2 separate regions of the Capra hircus genome follow, and region 2 is linked to region 1. A link is a contact called in public Hi-C data. All regions are on one chromosome and are shown on one strand. The core of a region is the stretch at or near the end of the contact, and the rest is flanking DNA. Distances in the headings are between cores, read along the strand shown.

Region 1 (6,960 bases), core at 2,927-5,426:
ATACCCACATAGAAATGTATATATGTATGTGTGCATAACTGAACCACTTCTGTACAGCAGCCATTAACACAATGTTGTGTTAATATATCTATATATATATATACACACACAGTCATCTTGAGACAAGCCTGGGACCTGGGACACTTTACTTCACTGTGGCAATGCTTGCACCTGGATACACCTCTCCTCAAGAAATAAAATACAAAGGAACTATACAGGACTAGGGACTAAAAATAACTGTGGTTCAGTTGGGGCAAATTCTGGATCCAAAAGATACAAAGAAATAAAAAAAACTGCCACTTTTGAAGAGCTTGGAGGAAAAGTTGGGGGTGGGGAGTATGCCCCCTGCACACAATACCACCAAAAGGGTGGTCAAAGCACCTAAGCCACCCCTCAAACCTGACCCCTGGACACACCCTACCCTCACCCCACAGAAGGAACAAACTTGCCCTCCCAGCAGGGGAATGAGCAAGCAAGGGAACATGTTGTTTGTTCTTGTTCCCCTTTGCCGCAGCAGGGACCCCAATAAAGCCTTGCTTGAATTTCTCATCTGGCCTCTAGTCAATTTCTATTGATTGGGAAAGGCCAAGAACCCTGTTTGGTAGCAACAGGCTATTGAATATAGTTCTCTGTGCTCTACAATAGGACCGTGTTGCTTATCCTTTCTATATATAAAGGCTTACATCTGCTAACCAGTTATCCTCCCCCTCCTCCTTCCATCTTGGCAACCACCAGTCTGTTGAGCAGCTTTCTATGTTGTCTTAAGACACTCAGGATTATCCTGAGAGTCCTGAGGCTCCTCCACTGGATGGTTTCACGGAAGAGAGTGACATGGTCAGTTTTTATGTTGGATGGATAACTCTGGCAAAACTACCGAGGATGAATTTCATACATAATGACTGAGGCAGGGAGGCCTGAACCAGGCTGGGTTACTAGGGAGGTAGACAATACCTCCGGGAGGTGTCTGGGAGGTGAAACCCATAAGACTGAATGATAGGCTGGAGGGAGGGTAAGGGAAGGACATCGAGGTCTCTGGCTTCAGGAAGTGGGTACATGGGGTGCTCTCACTCAGGCCTTGCCCAAAGTAGTGTCTGTTCTGCCTCAGGCTGGCCTCAGCTGCCCTGTGTTCCCTTTGTTAACACTACATAAATCAAGCCTTTATTTCTTGCCTACATTCTTGAAGTAGCCTTTTAATCTTTTCCAATCCATCCTACACATCACTGCCAAAGTAATCTTCCAGGAACAGCTGAACAAGAATCTTCAGTGGTTTCCCATTGCATATTGAATAATCTCTACATTCTATAGTCTGATTACTGATATTTGTTGTTGAGGGGCGTGGGGAGAGGGGGTAAGTATGGAGACAAGCTCCTTGTTCTTAAAAGAGCCTAATTTTCCAGAGATCGTGAGGCACGTGACATGTAGTTAAATGTCAAATGGTCTCTGGAAGGGGAAAGAAGGCAGTCTCCTACAGGTGACCCAAGGTAACCCATCAAGTTTTTCCAGGTGTGTTCTCCATTCTCTCCCACATCTGGTCTTTCCATATTGGTCTCTTCGCTGCCTGAAAATGACTCCCCTCTCTCACCTCTGTATCTTTCCTGTCTCTATCACCTCTGCCTGGCATACATCCCCCCACATTTCTGCCTGTTGAAGTCCTACCCATCTGTCAACATTAAGCCCCAGTACAAGGGCTCTGTGGAGTACCCTACCCAGAGAGGACCCTCCAAAAACATTTTACCTTTCTAAGGGCACTTGGTACATTTTGCTGTGCACAGAACTCACCATGCCTCATATTTTATTGCTTCCACTAGACTGAGAGCAGAGATGCAAAACCAGAAGCCTTAGGTGTCAGTCCAGCCCACAGATGTGTTTTGTTATTTTGAACTCTTTTTAAAAGTCAAAATTAATGTATTAAAAATTATAACCTATATCAAACATACAGAAAAGTACAGAAGATAATGTTATGTATACTTGAGACCTAGCGCCAAAAAGGAACAGATTGCCTTCAACCCCTCACCGCCCATTTTTAAAGAAATAAGCTATTACACATAAAATTTGAGCACTAACCCACACTGGTCCCATTCCCAGAACTGGTCTTCACACTGTTTTTAAAATTTAGAATTACTTGACAGTATTTAGAAATCAAAAGATTTCACATAAAAAATTAGGAAACTTTGCTTTCCTTGTCAGAGAAGGCAATGGCGACCTACTCCAGTACTCTTGCCTGGAAAATCCCATGGGTGGAGGAGCCTGATAGGCTGCAGTCCATGGGGTCGCTAAGAGTCAGACACGACTGAGCAACTTCACTTTCACTCTTCACTTCCATGCATTGGAGAAGGACATGGCAACCCACTCCAGTGTTCTTGCCTGGAGAATCCCAGGGATAGAGGAACCTGGTGGGCTGCCGTCTGTGGGGTCACACAGAGTCGGACACGACTGAAGAGACTTACTAGCAGCAGCAAGGACTTACCTTCTCCTTGAAGAGTCAGAAGGTCTGGTGACTTGGGGTATATTCCCACTTGAGTCATGGGAAGGGGGCTCTGTGACTGCTGCCCCCCAAGATGAAGTATGTGCTCCCCTGCACACCATTCCCTGAGGCCTCTTAGCTCTTGCCTGCCTCATTTACACATGGTACCTGGCTCCTGCAGGCATGTGAGTTTGCCATCTTTATGTAAGATCTTTGAAGTCAAAAGCTTTTTATTACTGGAACTGAACCACAACTTGCTGGATGACTTTGAGCAAGTTACTGACCTCTCTGTCTCCATTTCCTCGAGTATCAGGCTAGGATAATAAGCGTACCTACTTTTGGATGTTGACTGAGTATTATTATATATACATGGGACTTCCCAGGTGGCACTGGTGGTAGAGAACCTGCCTGACAATGCAGGAGATGAAAGAGATGCAGGTTCGATCCCTGAGTTGGGAAGATTCACTGGAGGAGGGAATGGCAAGCCACCTCAGTGTTTTTGCCTGGAGAATCCTATGGACAGAGAAGCCTGGTGTGCTATGGTTCATAGGTCCACACAGAGTCCAGCATGACTGAAGCGACTCAGCAGGCACAGGCGGTGCTAGTGGTACAGGACCTGCCTGGCAATGCAGGAGACATAGGAGATGCCGTTCGATCCCCGGCTTGGGAAGATTCCCTGGAGGAGGAAGTGGCAACCCACTCCAGTATTCTTGCCTGGGAAATCCCACTGACAGAGGAGCCTGGCGGGCTGCAGTTCACGGGTCTGCAAAGAGTCAGACAGGACTGAACGACTGAGCACACACACACTCGCATAAAGTGTGTTAGAACCATCCTTCGTTCATAATTTTGCTGGTTGAGGTTCACCTTCTTTTCTCCAAAACCCTCAGGGCTGGATACATTTTGGAATTCAGATTTCTTTTGGATTTTAACAAGGTAATAAGGGTATGTATCATATATTACAGTACACCCCAGTAAGATCCAGGTTAGCCCCTTGTCATTAAACACACTGAAATTTCTGCAGAAGAAAACCTAGAGTACACATTAAGTGTGATCCAGACTTAAATTGCTCCATCCATTCTGGGTGGGCCAGGCTGCCTACAAGCATTCAGGCCTTCGGGGAGAAGGTAGGTCTCGATCCCAGAGCTCCCAGACTTGGACTCTTTTGGGGATATTTGGGATTTCTTAGGAGAAATTGTGAGGTTGGGTTTTGTCACTGTCCTCATCTGTTTGTTAATAAAGTAACAGAATATTGTAGCTGTCCTGCAGCTGCGGGGTCTGCCTTCCTCCAGCCCCTTTAGGTCCTTTGTCGCTTTTCTGCCCCTCCTTCCCCGGGCCAGCCACCCTCCTGCCAGCTGCACCTCGGCCCTCTGAGGCGTGCCTCCTCCAGCTTGGAGGGCAGTCTAAGCTACCTAATCTCCCCGGGCAAACCCTTCTCACCTGGCGGACCTGTGTCCTCTCTGCTCTCCCCGCTCCTCCTCTCTCCCAGCCCCGCCCCCGCCTGGCCCCCACCACTGCTCGGCTTCTTCCCGCTGCCTGGACCCGCTCACTCACTTCCTGCCTAAGTCCCATCTCCCTCCTCCAAGACCTAGCTGCGCTCCCACCTCGTCCTTGAGGCTTTTCCCAATAGCTTCTGTTCAGCTCCGTTCTCCAGACTCAGTACCCAGAGCACTTAACCGGTGGCTGAGCACGTGCCTGGCTTTCGCTGACTCATTCAGCCGTACCCCACGCGGTCACCCAGGTGTGGGGGGCGGGGGCGGGGACGGGAGAGGCGCTGCGGGGCGGTTTCCTTCTTCCCTCCGGGTCTCTGCTGCCCCCGTGCGGTGCTTTCCCTGTAGTGCACCTGGGGCTCCTGTGCACGAGCTCGGACCACCCCGCGCGGGAGTCAGGTAGCATAGTGTCAGTAAGGACGCGGCTTCGTTGGTCAAAGCATTCCCAGGTCTTTATGCTTATTCAGTAGAGACCAACAGTCGGGCAGATCCGCTCTCCTCTTTCTTCTCTCACATCAACCCCCGCTTGCACTTTGGTGACAACGCCACCTCCCTCCCCTGGGAGAACAGCTCTGAAGGGTTTATGTTTGTGGGATTTCGCTAGACTAAAAACGGCTGGAGGGAACTTTTGTTTCAGCCTCCACCACCCTCCTTTCCTTCCTTCCTTATCGGCATAAACATATGAGGGTTTGCACATCACCAGGCTGGACAGAGGCTGCCTCTTGTGTTTTGCGTACTGGAGGAAGCGGGTGTTTCATCTCACTTTGTCTCACCCCTGGGACCATTTACTGATCTCCCAGGGCTGATCCTCTGTCCCTTGTCCCCCCCACCCCCACCCCCCTTTGGGGTTTTGAAGGTGATGGAAACCTGTTCCTCCGGGCCAGAGTGCTTTTTCCCTTTTCTCCTAAGAGTGAATGCTTAAACAATCTCCTTTGCATCAAATTCAACTGAATTCATAATCTGTAAATTCCCTGGGTAAGAGAGAGGCCATCTTGGTGTTGGGTACGACTCTTGTTGTGGCCGTGGCTCACAAAGACAGGGGACTCCCTGGTGTAGAAGAGATAGCCCCACCTCCCCTCCAACGACCCCTTCCCCCCGTCCCCCCAACCTCACCCCGGGCTTCGGTTGCGTGGTCCTGGTTGGTCTGACAGTGTCTCTTTTGAATGCTTGTCCTCCAGTCAGTTAATGGACGTGTCATCATTTAAGTCCCCAAACATGTCTCAATTGGTCTCCCTTCCTTGAGGACACTGAGAAGGATGAGAGGGCTAGTGGTTAGGGAGCGATGGAGGGAAGGGAAAGAGGCTGAGGAGGAGAGAGGGAAGGGAAGAGAGGGGGCAGGCTGAGGGAGAGATAGGGAGGAGGAAGGAGGAGGAGGAGGAGGAGCAGGAGCTAAATCTGGAGGAGCGAAATCTCTACTTTTGCACCGAGTGGGAGAGATATTTCAGGGACGTTCACATCTGTTCCCTTTACTTGCCTAGGAACCCATCATGTGGCTTCACCGAGATTTGAAAGAACGTTGAATTACTGGCTTCTGAGTTACCGGAGGGGCCAACACGCACATCCATCCAAGTGTGTTCTAGGGACCTTCAAGGGGCCTGGCACTGGCAGCGGGGCTGGCTGCAGCTCTGCTTCTCCCTCTCCTCTCGGCTGGCGAGGGTAGGAAAACCTCCCAGATTCCCTGAGGGGCTCTCCTCAGTCCTGGGGTGTCTCCTGCCCAGGAGCGGGCAAGAAGGAGGTGACCCAAGAGATCTGGGCTCTCTCAAGAATCACTACCCTATGTCCAGTGCTCCCGCCGCACCCTGGCAGCTCATTCACCAGCAGCAGACGCAATTCAGTGGCAGATGAGGGTTTTCAAGTTTATCTGGGTTAAATGTCCCGGTCTCTCACTAGTTAGTGTGATTGTGAACATGTTTCCTTATTCATAAAAGGGAATAGTCAGTCATCCCTACCTCGTAGGTTTCTGGTGAGGGTTAAATAAGTGTTATATGTGAGTCATTCAGTGGGTTCCTGAAACATAGTAAGTCCTGGTCAATCCCATTGTCCACCTCCCCAGCACTCGGCCCAACCCAGTCCCATGCTGCTTCTCTGAATAGAAAAGGCTGATATCTGGAAATGGAGGGGAAAACACAAGAGACTGTATTCACGTAAACCACAGCTTCCTCCAGATTAGTCATGAAAACGTTGATCATTTTTATTGAGCTACATGAAGGAATATGAACTTTTAAAAGAAATGCTTCCACATTTAACAAAGAAAGTGGAACTAAGAGGCAAAACTCAAAGTTACAAGAAGCCCAAATAACTCAGAATCTGCCACTGAGATTTTGGTACCAGCAGCTGCAGCAAATCACCTTGTCTGTCCCCTGGAGGCAGGTAGGGAAGAAAGCTTCCACTTGGGCCAGTGACCGACACGGTTTCTGGTGGCAGAAGGCAGATAGTAAGATGAGCATCTTCTAAAAGGGAGGCAGGAGGACCCAGGCTTGTGTCTATGTTACTTTCTGTATGAAGCCTCAAGGGAAGCGCTTGATCGACATCTACAAACCATACCCACATGTCCACGTTCCCATCGTTGTCACTCCTAGGTCAGTGAATCTTTGTTTTCAGGGTCTCTTTGTGCTGTTTCACCAGGGAACCAATCCATTCCTTGGTTTTCTGCTTGGCTTCCTCCCAAGTGTAGAGGGGCTCATACCCCAGATCTCGCTGAGCTTTCTTATAGGAGAAGGTGAACACGCTGTTGCAAAGAGTCACTAGGTGGCGATTGAAGCAGGGGTGATATTTGTAAATTGGACTGAGCAGGAAGCTCACTATTTCCAGCAGGAAGGCAAGCCAGTACTGCAGAGAAATAGGAAGGCTCATCCGGGAATCCAGGCAGAAGCCCCATTCTTTGCTCAAAGTGTAATTGAGGTCATCGTAGCTTTGGTGTGGTGTGTCGTCTGAGATGTAGTAGAACTGTCCTTGGATGTTCGGGACCTTTTTGGGGTCCCGTAGGGCCCTCAAGGCCAGAATGTGGGC
Region 2 (6,960 bases), core at 2,605-5,104, 82 kb before region 1:
GCAGTCCGTGGGGTCACAAAGAGTCAGACGTGACTGAGCACCTGAGAAACAACAACAAAGGAGAGTTACAAATTCAGTCTCCATTTATGCAGTCGACATTGACTGTCAACAACATATTACTCTTTATTTCTTTTCCTAATTTTATTCTTCTTCCAGATGGCAAGCTCCCTATTTCTTGCTTCAATAGTAGGAAAAAATTAGCCCTGAGACTAAGTATTGTTTTGGTCTTGCCTGACAAAGCTTAAGAGAAATACCTGAAAGGAGCAAACTGTTCCCAGTTCACTTAACCACGTCCCAGAACAACTTGAGAATATATAGACATACAGTAATAGCCAGCATGCAAGAAGGTAAAATCTGCCATGTTCAGGATTCAATAAAAGTGACCAGGCGAAGAAACAAGAACATGTGACTCTTAACGAGGAGAAAAACCAGTCAACGGCAGCAACACAGAACCTGGCGCAGATGACAGAACGAGGAGACAAGAAGAGAAGAGTCAGGGTGATAAATTTGTTCCATGTATTAAAAAAAAACCAAAGGAAGAATTGAACATGTGAAGTATAGGCATGGATAGTATAAAAAAGAGTCAAATTCAAGTTCTCGAGATGGAAGCTACAGTGTTCGAGATGGAAAGTCACAGAATGGAATTAACTGCAGATTAGACATTATAGAAGAAAAAAAATGGTAAATTTGAAGACATATCAATATAGACTCCCCAGAATTAAATACTACATAGAATAATAGGGCTAGGGAAAAATTAGCAATGAAAAGTTGGAAAACTTCAACTAGCCTAATATAAATGTTATGGGAGTCCCAAAGGAGAGGGAAGGGGTTGGGGTGGGGCGGGGGGTGGAGAGAAAAAACATTTGAAGTAACAATGGGCAAAAACTTTTCTCAGTTGGATGAAAATTATAAATCAACACATTCAGAAGCTCAATGAATTCCAAGCACAAGATGTAGGAGGAAAATTATACCAACTATTACAAAAAGTTGGGAAAAAAAATCATAAAAGCAGGCGGGGGGGGGGGACACATAATGTTAAATACAGGGAAACAAGGATAAGAATTATGGCAGATCTTTCATTAATGCAAGACAGAAGAAATTAAAACAATTTCTTTAAAGTACTGAAAAGGAAAAAAAAAAATCTCTCCACCTAGAATTCTAAGACCAGCAAAAACATCTTTCAAAATGAAGACAAAGGGGGCTTCCCTGGTGGCTCAGTGTTAAAGAATCCACCTGCCAATGTAGGAGACACGGGTTCAATCCCTGGTCTGGAAAGATCTCACATACTGCAAAACAACTAAGCCTGTGTGCCGCAGCTATTGACCCTGCGCTAGATAGCCGTGCTCAGTGAGGAGTCTAGGGGCTTACATAAGACGAGGGCTTGCAGCCAGGAGTCGGTGATGAGGAACAAAGGTGTTAGGATCTTGTCAAAAACAGTCATAAGCGGGCGTTAGTAACCCAGTAATTGAGGCTGGCAGTTCAGTGGCTCTGCGGCCTTCTTTCTGATCTGTAAAAAAATCAGAACTACCGAGGGGAAGAAGTGTTTCGCATAGAGTCAAAAGATGTGTGTGCGTGTGTTAGTTGCTCAGTCGTGTCCCACTCTTTGCAAGACCATGGAGCCACTCCAGTATTCTTGCCTGGAGAATCCCATGGACAGGGGAGCCTGGCAGGCTACAGGCCACAGGACTGCAGAGTTGGACACGACTAAAGCAACTTAGCATGCAGAGAGTCAAAGGAGACTGGGTGTGAAATGTAGCTCCTGCAGAGTTAGGGGGCAGAAAAGCAAGCTTAGTTTCAGACATGTAGTGTTAGGACCAGTTAAAGTTAAAAAAAGAAAAAAGCTAGGAATGTTCAGATCCGCTCACAGTTCTCTTTATCTGCTTTGTTTTCAGGAAAGGAAAAGAAAAAAGCTCATTCTTCTTTTTTCCTGCAACAAAAGATTATTTTTCCATCCAGAGGTTTAGTGATTGACATAGGACTTAGGCTCTTAAGAGAGGGGTGGGCAAAGACAAGTTACCTGTGAATTCTAGAATCAAGCCCCTGATTTCATCTTCTTTAGGAATTTGCTCAACAATCTGTATAACTGTTATTAGGCAATAATCTGTTATTAGGCAAGGTACAGTATATGCAGATAAGCAGCGTGTGTCTGTATTCCCCAGAAGGCAAACTCTTGGGAAATTAGATAAGCAGATAAAGTAAAAATTTTCAGTCCAATAATCAGAAGCTGTCCCAGTGACCTCATATTGAGTTAAAGACCTGAGCTAATAGACATTCAGTTTGGTCGTATAGTGGCTATAGGAACTTTGATTAATCACTTCCCTATGTAGCTCATATGAAAAATAGAGTTGTGAATGTGTCCTGGAAAAAATGATTGTGTAAATGTTTTGAAAATACACATTCTAAACAACTGTTACTTGTTATTATTATTTAGAGATAAGAAATTAGTCACTACTGGTTTGAATATGTTTGATTTTTAAAAAGGCAGATGTGTTCAAAGATAACCATTTTCTGTCTTTCTACTATTCTATAGCCATTTCCTTAAACCTGTTTTCCTTGAAGCCTCTTAATGTACTGATCTTTTTTTCACTCCAGTCTCTTCTTGCTTTGCCCGTCTGTACAAGGTTATGAAAAGTACCTCAAATACAATTTAAACAGACAAAAGAGTTGATGCAAATAATACAAATATTGATTAATTCATTTATGTATGTATTTATTCACATTCATGCTTCAATTAAAGTATGACAGGAACTATGCAAATTAAAAAGATGCTATATCCTTGAAGAGCTCACAATGTGTGGGCCACCCAGTCAGGTAAAACAGTGACACTATTACCCAGCAGTGTGGAAAGTGCTAATGCTATCCTCTAAGAAATCAGCTAGGTTGTCTGAGCTGTGGGGCTGGGCTGAGGTAGCTCCTAATACCAGGGACACTGAGCTAAACATTGAAAGAGTCCTAGAGCAATCTATCTAGTAAGTAAATCACACCTTGTGTAGAGAGAAACTGCAAGCAGATCAGTAGAATCAGAGCGTAGAATGTGAGGGAGTAGTGATGAATAATGACTCCATAGTTACTAGTTTTCCTATTCATATAGAAGCAGTTTGTGAGCTACAGTGACCACCAACTGCTCGCTACTATCATTAGAATATATAGAGCTTCCCTGGAGGCTCAGTGGTAAAGAATCTACCCGCCAATGCAGGAGACACAAGTTCAATCCCTGATCCAGGAGGATCCTGCATGCAGCAGGGTAACTAAGCCTGTGCATCACAACTACTGACCCTGTGCTCTAGTGCCTGGGATCTGCAACTACCAAAGCCTGTGAGACCTCGAGCCCATGCTCTACAACAGGCGAACAAGAGAGGCCACGGCAATGAGAACCTGCAGCTGGAGAAGAGCCCCTGCTTGCCACAGCTGGAGAAAACAGTCAAAAATAATAAGAGATCTTTTAAGAAGAGTATATGTATTGTGTCTAGATGCTTTGGATAGAGAGATGATGATAATATAGGCAATATCTCCAACCCATTTGGATGAGTCGCTATTACAAGTAAATCCGGCAAAACCACTAATCAAGGCAGGAGATTCACTGAAAGATCAGAAATGGTTCTGTGAACTGCTCTGGCATGAAATGCTGCACAGAGTGATGATTTTGGTGCAGAAACACAGCGGGCAGCAAAGGAACAGCCTGTAATTAGAATCTTATCCCAGTCCCTGAGGCTCAACAGGCATCCATGAATAATTATCCAGCGAGTGGAAAAACTGGCTTGTTGAGATTTGGGGATATTAATAACACCCTATTTATCCAGTGATCTTTTCCCTCAGGGGAACCAGGGAGGGCTTGGCACGCATCCTCGTTACGCACAACGTTGTTCCTGCTATGACTGGCAAGATTGGGACACATCATGAAACACACCATGGTTGGTACACCAGAAGTAAAGAAAGGTACAGATAGTCTTCCTTGGGCCACCCCAGGAAGTTAGGTCCATTCGATAGTGAAGAAATATTTACAGAGAGTATATTTGCCTGGCACATAGTATGTGCTCAATAAACATTAGCCTCCTAGTCCATCACACAGTAAGTACTGCACACTTATTTATTGTGGAAGGGATCTAGAAACAGACTTACCATGCTCCTTGGCCAGAACTTCAGCTCCCACATGTTCTTCTAAGTCCACCCCAGTAAACACGGATAGCTAACTATCAACTCTGTTCTTGTCCAAGGCACACTACATTATGGGCACACACACAAACTATATTTCCAGCCTTCTGAGAGTTGACTGTTATCACATGATTGACTTCTAGCAATGTAAGCAAAATTGATGAAAACCAATTCCAGTTCTGGCCCTTAAAATCTCCTTCATAGTTTCTGCTTCCCATAACAAGAGAGTAAGATGCTACAGGACCAATCTCCCTAAAGAAACAACTATCAACTCTGAACATAATGCAAAAAAGCAACTGTCTAATGGTGTTAGAAAGTACTAGATACTGATTTAGTACACTCTTTGCTTGGTCCATAATATATAAAGAACTCTTATAACTCAATAATAAGAAGACAACTTGATTTTTTTAATGAGCAAAAGATTTGAACAGATACTTCACAAAATAAAATATCCAAACAGCCAATAAACACATGAAAATATGCTCAACATCACTAATTGTTAGGATTGTGAAAACCAAAATTATATTATATATCCACTAGAATGGCTGAATTTAAAGACATTAACAGTTCTAAGTATTGAGGAAGACCTGGATCAACTAGAACTTTCATACATTTCTGGTGAGAATGCAAGATGGTACAGCCATTTTAGTAAACAGTATCAATTAAGCATATACTTACTATATGACCCAGGAATCAGACTCCTAGGTATTTACACAAGAGGAATGAAAATATATGTACAAGTCCCTACATATGAATGAGTTCTATTCTGCGAGCATACTCCTAAGTCAGATTTGTAAGTCCAATAAAGTTAACCTAGGTACCCAACTAACACAGTCGGTTCTATAGTATTGTACCTCAATAGGTTCATAATACTTTTCACACATAGAATACATACATAAAAAACAAACACAAAAAATAAAGAAACCATTTTTAATCTTACAGTACAGTACCTTGAAAATTACAGAAGTCCAGCACAAAACCTGGCCTACAGGGGCTGGGCACACGTGTTCACATCTTTGAAAGTTTGCTGCTTGAAGGTTCATATGCAGGGGACTTACTGTATACACACAAGATAGATATCTACAAGTCACAGAAGAACTACTCCTAATAACTCAGATCTGGAACTCATCCAAGCGTCTATCAACTGGTGAATGGATTAGCAAATTGTAATCTATCCATACAATGAAATCTTACTCAGCAATAGAAAGAAATGAACTACTAATGTGTAATTATCAACATGAATTATACCAAGAAAAAGAAGTATGACACAAAGGAAGACATACCATACTTCAGTAAGTGTGTGGGTACATCCTCAATCACTTAGTCATATCTGACTTTTTGTGACACTGTAGCCCGCCAGGCTTCTTCCATGGGATTTCCCAGGCAAGAAGAGTAGAGTGGATTGTCATTTCCTTCTCCAGGGGATCTTGCCGACCCAGGGATTGAACCCGCATCTCCTGCACTATCAGGTGGATTCTTTAACTGGGAAGCCCAGGTAAAGCCCAAGCTTCCTGGGAAGCCCATTTCATTAAGTACAAGGAATTTAAAAACAGGCGAAATTTATCTATATTGACAGAACAGAAAGTTGCCTGGGGCTAAGGGTCAGGAGAAGGGATCAGATGTAAAGAGGCATCAGGAACTTACTGAGAACTTATGTTGAAAATGTCTCTATGGTGACTGCCACAGTGGACATACAACTGTATGTAATTACCAAAAGTTCATCCAACCATGCCATTAAAGTGGGTGAATTTTATTTTATGAAACTCTAACTTGAGCCTCTCTCTCCTACTCCTCTGCCTGCTGATGGTGGTATCCAGAAAAGTCTTGGAAATTCTGTGTTGACAATGGTAGAGCCCCCATCACCCTGGCCCCAAAGCGAATACCCGGGAAGGAGTGTCATCAACACTGCCGACTAGGAACCTCACACTGGATGGTTATATGAGTGAGAAGTTATTACAGTGTTAGGTCCCTGAAGTTTTTGGATTTATAGAAACTACAATTCTCTTAAGTAGGAACCTATCAAGTAAAACTTCATACTAAAGAGAAGAGAATCAAGTCACAGAAGCTCAGCCCAGGAACAGAGCCAGTGAAAAAGAAAGGCGATGATGAGAGAACTCTGCCATTTAGTTGGCCCTCCTTCAAACTCCAGACTCACAGGTGCTCGAGGAAGAATGGACTACAAGGAAAACCTCACAAAAACCACAAGGCAGTTCCACTAAAATCTCCATGTTTGTGCTACTTTTTAGCCTGTGTCCCTGATTCTGTCGCAGCGGGCTTGGAGATAGCATAGAAGCAAGCTAACCAAGGAGCTGAACTGGTCTTAGTTGGCTGATGGGAGAAGGATGAGAAGAGGATGTGGCAGTTTCTGAGATTTCTCAGATTTCTATGGCAGCATTAGCAAAAAGAGATGTTTCCAAAGAGAGACGCTAAAAAGCAGGGGAAATCGCACATCACAGCTGGGAGGATTAGCTCCCAAAGCCTCAAGAACTAGTCAGGAAGGATTTGAGGACTGGAATATCTGCAGATTGAGTAGGGGTGGAATCAGAGAAATATTATCCAATTATTGTTTGTGTGACTAATGTTCACCCCTGGGGTGATCTCACCTGTAGACACCTGTGATTTGTCCGTGTGGGCTTGTGTTTGTGTGCCTGTGTGTTTTTCATGATCTTTGTAAAAAAAATAGGCAAATGTATGAATAAAGTATAAAACAGAACATACACATTAAAACATAGTAAAACAGGTTTATACGTAATTTTTACTTTTGATTCTTTCCTGTTATTATTGTTTTAATAGAAACTCATAATTACA

What was found. A called contact is a pair of places that touch in the nucleus more often than the background predicts.
Region 2: a Hi-C map of liver shows a contact between it and region 1, with 5 times the contacts expected there. The contact joins two enhancer-like sites. A contact is called at or near these places in 2 of 5 Hi-C or Micro-C datasets (blood and liver).

What each region holds. Positions count from the first base shown.
Region 1 is chr3:96,848,142-96,855,101 of ARS1.2, reverse strand. 3BHSD (3beta-hydroxysteroid dehydrogenase/isomerase) reads right to left here. Exons shown (of 3, transcript NM_001285716.1): 3 at 6,532-6,960. The coding sequence ends at 6,532. Among named protein-coding and RNA genes, the nearest start is that of 3BHSD, 12 kb to the right of the region's middle. Within about 2 kb of position 4,176, at least 2 of the 5 cell types and tissues checked have an H3K27ac peak or open chromatin away from gene starts, as enhancers often do.
Region 2 is chr3:96,929,980-96,936,939 of ARS1.2, reverse strand. No RefSeq gene overlaps it. Among named protein-coding and RNA genes, the nearest start is that of PHGDH, 24 kb to the left of the region's middle. Within about 2 kb of position 3,854, at least 1 of the 5 cell types and tissues checked has an H3K27ac peak or open chromatin away from gene starts, as enhancers often do.